Regions from separate parts of the Mus musculus genome. Here all the other regions are linked to region 1. The links are chromatin contacts, called in public promoter capture Hi-C maps. All regions are on one chromosome and are shown on one strand. The core of a region is the stretch at or near the end of the contact, and the rest is flanking DNA. Distances in the headings are between cores, read along the strand shown.

What was found. Promoter capture Hi-C pulls out the DNA fragments that hold promoters and counts their contacts.
Region 2: a contact with region 1 is called in a promoter capture Hi-C map of hippocampal neurons, with 4 times the contacts expected there. The contact joins the promoter of Ankrd7 here to the promoter of Wnt2 in region 1. A contact is called at or near these places in 4 of 39 promoter capture datasets (the 3T3-L1 cell line, cranial neural crest, embryonic stem cells and 1 more).
Region 3: a promoter capture Hi-C map of hippocampal neurons shows a contact between it and region 1, with 2.3 times the contacts expected there. The contact joins the promoter of Cav2 here to the promoter of Wnt2 in region 1.

What each region holds. Positions count from the first base shown.
Region 1 is chr6:18,027,765-18,032,579 of GRCm38.p6, reverse strand. It overlaps Wnt2 (wingless-type MMTV integration site family, member 2), which reads left to right and starts at 2,135. Exons shown (of 5, transcript NM_023653.5): 1 at 2,135-2,375; 2 at 4,430-4,656. The coding sequence starts at 2,293.
Region 2 is chr6:18,863,923-18,868,737 of GRCm38.p6, reverse strand. It overlaps Ankrd7 (ankyrin repeat domain 7), which reads right to left and starts at 2,420. Exons shown (of 6, transcript NM_029202.2): 1 at 2,011-2,420; 2 at 642-756; 3 at 321-494. The coding sequence starts at 2,255.
Region 3 is chr6:17,278,381-17,283,195 of GRCm38.p6, reverse strand. Cav2 (caveolin 2) reads right to left here and starts at 2,011. Exons shown (of 3, transcript NM_016900.4): 1 at 1,686-2,011; 2 at 1,114-1,301. The coding sequence starts at 1,835.

The sequences.
Region 1 (4,815 bases), core at 886-3,385:
GTTTAGCCTTTCTTGAACTTTTTTAGCCTTTTGCCTTTGACCAAAACTGATCTGTACTCAGCAAGGCATGTGGCGCTTCCTCGTGAAGCTCTTTGGGGAGGATTTAATTGGCTCTAAGAATGGTCCATCCCTTTTCTAGGAGGCCTGTTTCAGGTTTAGGTCATTCCATTGGCCTCACCATCCACGGAAGGGCAGGTCTCCTGGCCATATAATTCCCTGGGCGGAGAGGAAGGGATCCTAAACTATGGTCACACTCTATGTGTTTCTAACAGCCCTTGAGCTGTGAGGACAGGACGTGCTGGAACGGGTGGGACTTGTGAGCTGGAGTTTCAAAGTTTTCATTGTCCACGGTTGAAGCCTGTAACCTGTCTACCTTCCCCTAAAATCGCATCTAGTGCCTGGTTTCAGTTACTGCTAGAAGTGAAACTTCAGGACTTCAACAAACTTAGAATGGCGGCAGCGGGTGAAGATAAATTTTAGCTCTTTCCTCTGCTTCCTTCGGGAAGAAGCTGGTGACCATAAATTGAGGTGCAGGAGGTAATGCTGTTGGGAGCGATCCCGGCCCTCCCCAGTCAGCGCGCGCTCCTTCTCAGAGCCTAGCTCACCCCCTCCCTCGCCCAGCGAAGACGAAGCAGAACTTCCCCTGGGTCGCAGCCCAGTGATATGGAGCAGCTCTGGCGCGGAGCCCTGCTCTTCCCGAGTCGTGGGTGGCGCGGTGCTTGTTTCCCTCTCCTCCCTTTCCGGACCCAAAAGGGGATGTATCTGGGTCAGCCTGGGAGGGGCCGGACCTGCCATGGACAGAGAGGGGGAAGGGGGTGGCGATGACAGCATCTTTCAGGTTTTTGGCATCTGTGGGCTGTGCCTCGTCCAGCCTCTCACCGCTTGCTTGCTCGGTGCTGGGCCATAGCTGACGTTCTGGCGAATCCTGGCCCAAGAGGTGGAAGATGCGGATGGGGTGGGGAGTACCGTTATCCTTCCTATCCGCGTGCCTGCTCGATATACAATGACCATACAACCCCTTCATACTCCCCATTCCCCCGGGCACGCTCCTGGGTAGTGGTGGTGGCGGTGGGGCCCCCGCCCCAGGAAAAGAGCAATGGAACAGTTCAAGGTCGCTGTAAGTTCCTGGTCTGTCCTTTCCGGTGATAAACCACAAGGCTTCAAGCCAGTTGCTGTTCAAGATGCTCCACCCTTGGGCCCAAGCCCCATCTCTACTCTGTAGGGACCCAGGTCCGAGGTCCCGCGTCACTGTATTTTCACTGTACTTCAGCCAGACGCACAGGTTGGACACCCTGCCTGGAGAGATGCAGTCCAAGCCAGGGAGCAGATAGATACCTGGCTGCCTAGGAGCCCCTCTGTCATCTATTGCACTCCCTCAACAGCATAAGGAGGAGCTGTGTGTGCGTAAAAGCCACATCTTCCCAAGGGCGCTTAGACTGAAACTGTTGCTTGAGATCTCCTGGGTCCCAGCCCCTCTCCCCTACTCCCTTCATGTATGGCACACAGGATCGGGGCCATAGGTCTTCATTTTCGGGGCCTAGGCTTTCCTTCTCAACCTGGTCAGACACTGGGTGGTCAGACATGGCAGGTCCCAATTCCCATGAGTATCTATCTCCCAGTGCTCAAAGCAATGAGTTGGAAATCATTTTTGTTTTCTTTTATCCTATGGGCAATTATCTCCTCACCCCTCCCATCCCTTACACACGATCTTGCTCGAACCTCAGTTTAGCAGAAACTCTTAGCCTTGACAAAGTGGAGCCTAGGTTCTGGTGGTGGCCCTAACATACTGTGTATCATTGGCTAGGAACTTCCCAAAAGGTGCTTTTGCCTCTATGTTGCTCCGGGCCACTCCGAGGTTTGTTCACCTCCTCTGCCCCTCCTCACCCGGAGATAGCTCTTGCCATCGTTTCTTCCACTCCTCAATAAAACCCAGTGCCCCCTACGCCCCCGCCCGGCGTAGGCGCCCCCTTCTTTAGCTGCGCCTGGAGGGGAACGGAAAGGACAGGGTGCGCGGGAGGCAAGCAGAGCTCGGGGCTGCCTGCGCTCGCAGTGCTTGGGGAATTGGCTGTGGGCGAGGCGGCCCCGGGCTGCCCTTTATCGCTCGCTGGGCTCGTCTTTTGAAACTTTATCAGTGAGTCTCACCACTAGCCGCAGACGCGAGCGGCGGGGGGGCGGGGGCGCAGAGGCGCCGGCAGCCGTGACGAGGCGCTCCCGGAGCTGAGCGCTTCTGCTCCGGGCACGCATGGCGCCCGCACACGGAGTCTGACCTGATGTAGACGCAAGGGGGTTAATATGAACGTCCCTCTCGGTGGAATCTGGCTCTGGCTCCCTCTGCTCTTGACCTGGCTCACCCCTGAGGTCAGCTCTTCATGGTGGTAAGTCCCCGCATATGGGCGCGGTGCTGATGGATTTTTGGAGATGGGAGTGGGGACCCTACTGGTCGTAGAGACCCTCCCTGGCTGATTCCCAGTCCCGGCAGTTGTGGATTCTGAAACAACCATGTCTTAGCACAGCATCCTAAGCTGAACCCCTTTGCTTTTCTCAAAAACCCATTTTAGCTTTGACAACTCCAAAACAATTCACATGCCCCACAAATGAGGGATTTAATGTTCGCTTGTTTGGAGCCAGCTGAGTGACAGCAAAAGCAGCCAATACCTTATTCCACTGAGAAATGTGCTAGCCTGAGCTGTAACTTCTAGCAGTGTGTGTGTGTGTGTGTGTGTGTGTGTGTGTGTGTGTGTGTGTGAATTCACCTTGAAAACTACAACTGCCTCCCCCCACACCCACGACTTCAAAAACTGCCTCAAGAGAGCTCAGTCCAGGCTGTTGGAGTTGTAGAACCTTAAGCCTGTGATTTTGTATTCTTTCCTGGCCTTCCGCATTCCTCGTGCTTCACCCTAGTGAAGCAGCCTCCAGGTAGAGACTATTGCCTAGATGCAAAACTACTGGGACTGAGGTGCCCATTATGCTACCCTGCTCAAAACTGTCTCCCTAAAGTGTAACTGCTGCTGTCTCAATAGGCGGATATGTGATTTACTATGCGTACACTCTGCCAATCTAGAAATCGCCTCCATCTCTCAACTTTCTGACCTGGAAAAGAGATGGAGTTCTGAGCTCTGAAACTTTCTTGTACATAAAGTTCCAGATCAGATATTAAAGTATTCTGATAACAATTCAGAAAGATTGGCCACACACACACACACACATACACACACGCTCGCGCGCGCGTGCTTTTGTGTTTGACAACGGTAAGGATCTTAACCAAATACAGTACAGGACAAAATCAATGGACTATTTAGATTCCAGAATGCCTGAGAGGAACAGGGAAGCACTGATGGTAAGAGGGGGTGGGGGGTCAGCTCCTTTCTAAGATCTTTGAACATGAAGGCCTTTAGGCTTCACCTTGCTGACACAGGATCAAAGACTGATTTATCAGACTGATCATTTTTTTCAATAAAATGATTATTTCTGTTTCCATGTGTGTATAAACATTATTTACCGCTGGGCATTTTGTCACACTGTCTCTCAGCTGTCACTTAAATATATTTTTTTGAGTCACAGCTGCAATGATTTTATGATTATATAAAATAATGGGAATGCAAAAAAAAGATATATTCCTTATTTGGCCACTTTCAAAAGATACCTATGGCAACTTGGGTTGTATAAAAGGTGCCTTTCTAAACCTCTCACCACGAATGGAGAACATCTGCCTAGAGATGATAATGTGATTTTTTTTGTTAAAGTTTCTTTTCAAAAAATACTTTATGGAGCTATAATGCTGATTTTTTTTCAAATATTTAGTGCTGGTGATAACAATAGAAAAGATATTTTCTCCCCAAAAGTTTCTATAAATGCCAAAAAAAAAAGAGCCAGAAAAGGAAACCATTTTGAGGATTTTTTTTTTAATATGGAAAAGATATTATGTTTGTAAGAAGACTGTAGCATTAGATCCCAGCAGGTGCTAAGAGGATACATGCTGGCAGGTTTTGAAGACATTTAGGATCAACAAATGGGAGTGAGGAACTTCTAAAGATCAGCTTCCCCCAAAGCCAAAGACAGACATATGGCAACGTCTTTGAAATTCTCTCTGTGTTCTCCCTAACACAGAGAGATGTGTTGCCCCACCCCCTTCAAGCCCCCATCTTCACAATGCTACTGCCTCTGCCTCCCTGTCCAAGGCTTCATTTGGTGGCCCCAGCTCTGGGAGATAATCATCCACTGTATTGGAGGGTAGCTTTGACCCCGTCATTGGCCGTGCTCCCCTTGCCTGTTTCTTCACTGAATGACAATCAAATAACCCCTGCCTTTTAATGTTACCAGGGAATAAGCAATTCATCCTCAAATAGTGCTGCAGGGCTAGTCTCCCAGGGAGCATCACGTCTGGCCTGTCTGTTAACATCAACTTTGCCTTCCTGTTGGTCTCTTCCAGGTACATGAGAGCTACAGGTGGCTCCTCCAGGGTGATGTGTGACAATGTGCCAGGCCTGGTGAGCCGGCAGCGTCAGCTGTGCCACCGACACCCAGATGTGATGCGTGCCATTGGCCTGGGTGTGGCTGAGTGGACTGCAGAGTGCCAACACCAGTTCCGCCAGCATCGCTGGAACTGCAACACCCTGGACAGAGATCACAGCCTCTTTGGCCGGGTCCTCCTCCGAAGTGAGTCTCCTTCTCCTGGCCCTCCCTGCACCTGTACTCAAAGCCCCCCCCCCTCCCCGCTCATTCTTAATGGCACTCTGTTCAGTATTTTCCATAGAATGTAAATTCCACAAGGGCAGGGACTAGCCTGTACTATTTGCACTCTGATTGGTGCCCGTG
Region 2 (4,815 bases), core at 1,171-3,670, 840 kb before region 1:
TAACCATTTAACAGATGAGGTTTATTATTTTATGTTAATACTAATTTGTAAAGAACCCAAACATTCTTATGTAATATGGCTATAAAATTATCACGATAGAAACATTTCTTTGTACATCAGGATTAAGGTCTACAATGAAAGGTCTAAAATGAAGTGCAAAGACTTTTAAAAGAAGGAAATTATCGGATTTTGATAACCTATTCTTTCAATTCAGTTTGGCAAATTCATTACATTAAAGTATATGCTTCTGCTATCTGAATTATCTGCAATTAATACTCTACAAATTTCTGAAATGAATATTTCCTTTCATAGATACTTACCTTATTTTTGGCTTCAAGATTGGCTTTATATTGAAGCAATTTATTGGCTAATGAAATATTTTGGCCACAAACAGCATAATGGAGAGCCGTATTACTATAAACATCTACCAGATTTGGATCTGCACCATGAAGAAGAAGAACCGTAGCACAACTCTCCTGTTGACACTCTACTGCCTGCTAGTGGAACAAGAATAAATGAGTGGACAACTTCCTATTTCAGGTACATGAATGAACATTTATTGTTACAACTTAAAACATGAAATTTCACTAGAATAAGTGTTCAAATACACTCCACTTAAAAAGAAGAAAAATGGAACACACCTTAATCAATGGGGTTCTGTTTTCACTATCCTGGACATTAATTTTGCATTGATTCTCAATTAAGAGAGAGACAATATTTGTATATCCATTAGCACAGGCCAAATGCAAAGGTGTTCTATATTGATACAATAAAACATGAAGTTAGAGATACATCTCAATTATTTATTATACCCATGAACAATAAGATTAAATATCAATATATCTGTTTTATGTCTTCGCTTATATTTAATAAAAATTATGCTACCTATAATTGATTTTAATGAATTTTAAAAGCTAAACAAATGTCTTGAAAATTAAATATCATTTTAAAGAAAATTAGCTCTATTAAATTAAAAGATTTTTTTTCTTCCTGATTTAAAAGAAAGAAAGAAAGAAAGAAAGAAAGAAAGAAAGAAAGAAAGAAAGAAAGAAAGAAAGAAAGAAAGAAAGAAAAACAAATGGTATCTGGACTTCAGAATAGATGATAAAATAAGATACCCTAACACAATTCAGATTGCTCTCCAAAACTTAAGAAACATCCCTAACTAATACAAAGGGCAATGTCAAAGGCATCTTTCTCCCTGTTGTGTATTTCTCTGCCCATCAAGTGGTATTGTCATTTCCAATGTTGCAAATATATGTAACAACTATGTAAACCAGGCAGTATGTGAAATGTGTGATAAAATAAATAAGCTTGCTACATTATTCACGAACTCCAGGACCAGGGGATCTAGTGCCCGCTTCTGGTCTCAGCCAAATCACGAATGTGTGCCGGGTGATGGTGGCGGCGCACTCCTTTAATCCCAGCCCTTGGGAGGCAGAGGCAGGTGGATTTCTGAGTTCGAGGCCAGCCTGGTCTACAGAGTGAGTTCCAGGACGGCCAGGGCTACACAGAAAAACTCTGTCTCAGAGAAAAGAAAAAAAAAAAAAAAAAAAAAAAAAGAAAAAAAAAAAAAAACCCGAATGTGTAACACAAAAGAAGAAAGGCAACCATTGTCTGCCCAAGGAAGTTTGTTACATTATGTAAAGTTATCAAATTTCTTTAAACAAAACGATGTTATTTATTTTGGTATTTCCAGGTCTTAGAGACTTTGTAATTTCCTTCTTGATGATAGCCTTTCCTCACACACATACACCCTCCCGTGGGGCACAACGCATACCAAGAAGCAAAAGAGCCAATGTAAGAGAAAACAGTGAGCCAAGCAAACATGCGCAAGTTAAGGAGCCAAAACCTATGTGTGACCCTATGCCAAAGACAGTGATGCTGTTCAGGAAACCACAGAATGACACCCAGGTTCTACAGCCCTGACATGCTTTCTCTATAGTTGGAACAGCCAGCTGCCCCAGCTTGTCCTCCCCAGTTCCTCTCTAGACCCTAGGTTCCGGTCACCTGCTTCTTTTGTCCCGCCCATTCACATTGTATTTCTTGCGTTCAAGGTAATCCTTCAGCTTCTGCTCATTGCCAATGGTAGCAGCTTTATGAAGTTTCTTTAAGTGCTTATCTCGAAGGTGATATCCTCCACCTATGGACAGGCTGGGCGGTGCGGTTTTGGCCAGGCTAATGGGCACTTCTGAGGAGTGGCTGTGGGAATCATCTGTCTTCCTCTTTCCCCTGAAGGGGAAGAACTTCTTCATGGTAAGATCTCTAAGTAAGATGTTCCTGGGAATCCTAACCAACAGCCCGGGTCCTCTGCCGCAACCACCTTGTTCACAATTGCCTCTCGATCTGACCAAATCTAGACTTGTGTGCTGACAAGAATCTTTGCCTGGCTATAGCCAGGGACCAAAGCAGCTATATCTGTTGCCTAGAAACTGTGCAGAGCTTCTACTGCGCAGCTGCAGCCTTGATTGTGATCCAGTTAGCGGAACTGGATTTTCATATTTGATTGATTTTGGTATTATGGCCACATACACAATCTTGCCGTTAAATCCTGAGCCTTGGATAGAAACCTATTAGTGTATAGCCCATTTTCCTTCAAGGATGGATGAAATCGCTTGTTAATTTAACCAAATCAATGTGGGTTGAAGAAGGTGGATTTCTGCCCGTGGTGTTGTCTCCGCTTGCATGGTCACGTGCTATAGCTTGTTATACCTATCATCTCTGGATGATCTCAATTTTAAGCACACTTTGTAAACATGCCCCTCATGTTCCACCTTAACTTGTCTACTTAAAAAATTAAAAGTCCGTTGACGACTGAGCTCAATGTATCTAAGGCTCATTAACTCTATTGCTTTTCCCTGCCCTTGTCCACCTTTCCCTGTATGCTCTGTGTTCTACTTAACCAGACTGAATTCCACTCATTAAAATCCCTTCCATGTAAATGTAGTCAGTAAATGTGCCTGTTCTGCTTATGTCCTTTAAACCTAAGCCCTAGTAAACTCTAACCTGTTTTATCTACTCTGAGACTCTGAATAGGACTAAAGGGAACCACCATGCCGTCGGTTTTCCTTTTCAGTTCAAGAACATGACCTTTAAGAAGACTGCTACTCTGTCCATCAACACTTAACTAGTTTCCTACCCCAACTGTTGTCCCTTTCCTCTCCCCTGTTACATCATTTCTCTTCAATGCCCCTTGGCTAATGACTTTGCTTCATAATTGTTTGAGAATCACAGTAGAGAAATTCTACACGAGTCAAATAAACCTACCTAATTACCTGCATCTTATCCAAAGCAATAACAAACAAACAAAAAACCCATCTTGCCATTTTTTTCATGTAGGTTATATGTCCACATTACTATCAAAAGCCAGTATCATTCTATGTGCCCTAGACACTGTAGCCTACCTGATAACATTGCTTAAGTAAAATCTCCCCTGACTTCCTTATGTCTTACAAGTTTACTTCTCTGATCACTAATTCTGATTAGGATAAATATGTGTTAGGATATGTCACATAAAAAAACAAAAGACTTTTGGCTACTTTATAGATTCCCCCTTTCTACCACCCTAATCCATATCCCTTTCCAACCCCACAACACTAGGCAGGAGAGAAAGAATACTAGACTGGAAATGGGGTGTTGGCATCATGAGACTACTTCCTGGTGATTAGGGTATCAAGTTCCTTGAGGCAAATAAATTCCTTCTATGAAATAAGCAGCAATCAACAGCACCCAAACAGCAGCAACAGCAACAGCAAGGGCATCAGCAGCTGCCACCTCTCTTGGGACACTTGATATACCCTCTCAAGGGTTCCCAGAATTCCAAATATAAACTATCTTCACCTTTCAAAATCAGACCCCTGTCAGAGATGAATCATGCATGCTGTGGACAATCTGAGGCAGCCTCATATTAAGATAAAAACAACATTTGTGTGTTTTTAAAGAAACCAAAATCCCCACTACACCTAGATTTGAGTTTCTTTCTTTCTTTTTTTTAATTTAATTAACTAAGTAATTTTTTAAATTTTTAAAAATTTCTTATTAAATATTTTCTTCAATTACATTTCAAACGCTATCCCAAAAGTCCCCTATACCCTCCGCCCGTCCGCCTCCCCTACACACTCACTCACATTTCATGGCCCTGGTGTTCCCCTGTACTGGGGCATATAAAGTTTGCTAGACCAAGGGGCCTCTCTTCCCAATGATGGCCAACTAGGCCATCTTCTGATACATATGCAGCTAGAGACATGAGCTCTGGAGGTACTGATTAGTTCATATTGTTGATCCATCTATAGAGTTGCAGACTCCTTCAGCTCTTGGGTACTTTCTCTAGCTCCTACATTGGGGGCCCTGTGTTCCATCTTATAGATGACTGTGAGCATCCACTTCTGTATTTGCCAGGCACTGGCATAGCCTCACAGGAGACAGCTATATCAGGGTCCTTTCAGCAAAATCTTGCTGACATATGCAATAGTGTCTGCGTTTGGTGCCTGATTATGGGATGGACCCCCGTGTGGGGCAGTCTCTGGATGGGCCATCCTTTTATCTTAGCTCCAAACTTTGTCTCTACAACTCCTTCCATGGATATTTTATTCGCTATTCTAGGGAGGAATAAAGTATCCAGGAGTTGGTCTTCCTTCTTGATTTTCTTGTGTTTTGGAAGTTGTATCTTGGGTATTCTAAGTTTCTGGGCTAATATCCACTTATCAGTGAGTGCATATCAAGTGACTTCTTTTGTGACAGAGTTACCTCACTCAGGATGATATCCTCCAGATACATCCATTTGTCCAAGAATTTCATAAATCCATTGTTTCTAAT
Region 3 (4,815 bases), core at 762-3,261, 750 kb after region 1:
CCTGGTGATGGGCAAGCTGAAGAAAGGCTTGTGTTCTCACCCAGCAACACTGAGCACCTAATAGGCTTGGTGTGCAGAACTAGTGAGCTAACACAGCAAAGTGTACCTCGAGACTGAAAGAAGGAGTAAGTTGGATAACTCTTTGAACACTGAGACTGCCCTGGGATGTGGCAATGCCCCATGATGTGAAAAACTAAACGGTGGTATCTAGGGTCACACGTGTCACCAGGACCACCTTGAGGTACCAGCGTGAAAACTATTGTGACATTGGGGATGATTCTTTGAATGAAGTGGGTAACCTTTAACACAAAAAACATTTCTTGGAGGAGTGGGCTAGTTCCCTTAAGACAAGTTTGAGTGCTTAAAAAAGCTTATGATGCATCTTGAACGTGAATAACTTTACAGACATCCCAACATTCGATTGGTTTCCATATTTCTTTTTCTTGTAACTAGATGGCATTTGTGTGTGTGTGTGTGCTTCATAAGTGAAACAATAATGTAATGGCCTATCCCCTTGTTTCATAGCTTAACATTTTATTTGTTCGTGGTAGATGTTCAACCCAATCATTGTAAACACTCCTGTCTCCCCTGGGTTCATGGCTGCCATTTACCAATAGCAAGACTTGAGTGGCTCAGTTCATAGCACTGTTTTACTAAAGTCTGCCCTTCTCCAAGGGTCAGAATGTAAGCGCTGTTTTCTCTGAGATCAACGTTTGTTTTGCCCAAGCACAGATGGTGACTGAATAAAAGTCAATGAAAGGAGGAAAGGACCTGCCCAGAACCACAGGCACGAGTCACAACAGGCCCTGGAGAGAGCAGCCTATGACAGGAAGTGGCCTTCCAGCCCCCACCTCCACACTCAGCTCAGCCTTCTGCATGGAAGGAAAAATCACACCCAGGAAAGAGGCCCTTGCTTCCTTCTGTTTAAACTCTCAGCCGGGACTATTATTCTAAAGAAAGCACACTGCCCTTCAAGATTTCTCAGGTCTTGTTACCCTTGGGAACTAATGTAAGCGTTTTCTCTGCAAATGGGCCCTGGGAAATAGGAAGAGCAGAGAGCAGGTGGCAAAAACTTCTGTAAGCTTCAGAATCAACCCATGTGTCCCCTCTCACCAGATGTGCAGACAGCTGAGGGTAGCAAACAGGATACCCGCAATGAAGGCCAAGGGGATGGCCAGAAATACGGTCAGGAACTTGTACATCACATATTTGCTGATTTCAAAGAGAGCATGGCTGCAGATCCACACTTTGTCAAAGGAGTGTGTAGTCTCAGGCTCTGCAATCAGATCCTCGAAGCCTAGCTGCAGAGACAAGATGCAAGGACTCATGACGTCATCCAACCTGTCGGGGATAGGGTCGGGGTGGGGAGGGAACGAAGTTGGTGGGGGTGGGGGGTGTGGTGGCAGAAGCACTCTAAGAAGGGGAAGTCCGAAGGAAAGGCGACCTGGCTAGAGTATCTTCAGCTTTTCTTAGAGTGACACTGGGCACACAGGAGTTGGACACTGTGTGGCTGTTCAGGGAGCCTGAAGGCTGTGGGACCAGGGCAGAGTGCCAATGGAACCAGCATTAGCAATGGGACCAACCCCCACTGTTGGGGAGAAGGTCAAGAGTCATCCTCCTGCAGCATACAAGGGACCCTTAGCAGCCTCCAGCCTAGATGAGTGATAGCCCAGCCTGAAACTCACCTTGAGATGAGAGTTGAGCTGGTGAGGATCCCGGTCGTGACTCGAGTCAACATACTTCTCAGGATCTGCGTAGTCAACGCCACTGTGGTGGCTGTAGGCGTCATCGGCCATGAAGAGCTGCACATCGGCCTTCTCGGTCTCCAGCCCCATCGTGGCTGGCGTTGCAAGAGTGGCTCGGTCGTTCGGTCCCTAGGCAGCCCTGCCTCCCCTTCCCGTGGCGCTCAGCCCCGCCCCGCCTGGCTTCGCCCTGCCTAGCCTCGGGCTGCCCGGGCGGCGGCCGCTTCCCGCTGCCGGTTCCCGCTCCCAGCCTTGGCTGGCCGAACCCCGCCCCGCCCCGCCGGGCCTGCGGGGAGGGAGGGCACCTCTCCAGTTGTTTGCCAAAGCCCCAAGGAGCCCGGGGAACCGGCTCGATGAGTCATCTCCTGGCTTGGTGAAGCCGGGCAAAGCAGACCTCCCGGGCCACTTGGCTTGCAGTCCGAACAGGGATGCTTAAAGGCAGACAGATTGGTCAGGGAGGTGTGTGTACTGGAAGAAGGTCTGGAGGTGCTAGGGGGCAAGCATTAGGGAAGTCTACATGCATCTACTGGTTGGATTAGAGTTGTGGCACCTGCTCCTCAGAGCTATCCTGAGAGAATGAGATGTTAATTCCTAACTTTTACTTGGTCCCCAACTCACAGCAAGCATTGTAGCTGAATCGTGAGGCTAAGGCGTACCTTGTTGATAGATAATGGACTGCAGCAGCCCTTTCGTTTTGTTTTTGTTTCCCCAGAGTTGGTTATGTAAGTTGTTATAGGAGTTTGTTGCCATCATACCCCAAGGATAGGTCTGCTCTTCTGCCTCCAAACTACAACTAACTTTGGATTTTCCCTTAAATCAGGATTTTGTTCAAAGACTGCAGGAACTAATGCCGTGCAGACAGGTCTGTAATGCCATCGTAGGAGCAGCATAAACAAGCATATAACTACATCATGGTACATGGATAAGCCCGCTGACCATTCTCTCAAGAGCTTCAGTAGGGAGGAGTTGGCATAAAGAGTTTGCCATCTGGTAACCTAAAACTTTGCCTGCGCGAAATAGGAACTTGGTGAGTATAGATATGGAATGATGCTTTCAGTTTGCCCAGACCCCAAACTATAGTACCAAAGAATGGGCATTGCTCTGGACAGCCGGCTTTAGAGCCTGCTGCACAAATCAAATCCCTTGTAGGAAATGGATTTGAAGGTTTCTTTGGAAAAGGAAAGGCTATTTGGGGAGTAATACAAGTTACAAAACAACCAACTAAACAACCTGGGAACTGATCGGAGAACATATTTGGAAGGCAAAACTCTAAATGTCATAGTTGAATAGGGAGTGTATCTTCTTCCACTGCAGTGTGTGGGTCATCATGTCAGTAATGCAGAATGGCGCAGGGTTGAATCCCACGTCCTGGAGGCTTCTTCTCTCGCCCCCTCACCGAGTCCCGTTACTCAAGCTTCCCCCTCCCCCTGATTATACTTTTCCTTCCTGGTTTTATTTAAATCCTTTTTAATTCGAAGGGGTGGTATAGGCCTTACACTCACTGTTTTCTCAGCACTTCACCATCCTGCATTCATTCGGACTTTCTGAGAATCAGATAGGGTCTAGATGCTACGCCCGATGGCAGGAGTTTGAAGGGGAGGCCTTCATGTTGATTTCCAGGGTTTGGAAGAGACAGTTTAGATCCATTTAATCTTTTTGTAAAGCTTACATTTCCTCAAAGTTGTAAGGTCTTTCTCAAGAAGAAGAAAAAGCATGGCTGCAGTCAGGGTGGTGGCCAGACATCTAACCCTGGGGCTTCATCCCTTCCAAGTCTTCCAGATACCTTCACATTTCCATTGTCCTCCTTAGGACAATTGAAAGACCTATTGCAAATAACTGCTGAGTTTTCAAGCAGTGGAGACAGGCCATGGAGAGGTAAAACTGCCATGTCTTTTATTGGGCAGTTACAGTTAAAGATTCATTTGTAAAATTATAGGTATTTATAAAAGTTGTCTCTGAAGCCCATGATAAAAATAGAACCTGACTAGAGTTGGCGTATGCCATGAAGAATTCAATAGAGAAAGACTCACATACTGACTTACTGAATATATCCCTCTACCATGGGTTGGGACTTGATGACACTCTTATTTTTAATAACATGCTTGCCCGGTTCACTATTTTAATTCAAGTTTTTTTTTAAGCCTTTCTATAAAATGATTTTGTTTATCTTCTTAGAATATTCTTATACTATGGCAGCTACCATTATTTTGAAGGGGATTAAAACAGCATGATTCTACACAGCAAAGATGGTCTTATTCATGCTAAACTGATAGATTTTCTAAGAAAGAGAAAAATTAAAGAAGATGTTGCAGCCAAATGGCCGAGTCCACACTAGAACTTCCAGTGTGCGGGATTATCCTCCAATGAGCCTCAAAAGCAATTCAATTATAAGGAAGGAGACGTTAAATTTCATATAAAATCAATGCTGGTGCTGTCTTTTTCTAGCTATTATCATGTATCTTGCCTTCTAATAAGAGTTTTAGGTGTCATATTAAAATTATGGTGGAGTACAACTTGATCATAAATTAGTATTTGTGAGTAGGATTTCGTTCCTTCATTTTCTCATTACACTGTAACAAAGATCTTTTTTGGCTTATTGTAATGTGTTTATGGATACACATATGAATAAAATCAGTTTTTCTCTTTAGTTTTCTTCTCAAATCACAAACACATCTTCTAGTGTCCCATATTGTTCACATACAGCTCTACTCCTTGGTTATTCATGGAACTGGTTATTCATGGAAATAATTTCTTGATATTTAAAGCACTTGGGTTAAAGGAGGCTTGCTCAACTTCCAAATTATTGGCATTTTCAGCCAGATCACCCTGTGCTTTGAGGGCTTATCCCAAGAACTGTACATTTAGCAACATCCCTGGCTTCTGCCTCACTAGCTGCAGATAATACTGCCCAGTCATGACAACACCAAATGTTTCCAGACATTGCCAAATGTCCCCTGAGGACCCAAGTCACCTTTCCCTGCCTTTTCTGAGTCCGAGAACCATGGAATTCACCATTATTGAACTATGTCACATGAACAGGAAAAAACCCGAGGCCTCACTGCCCACTAATAAA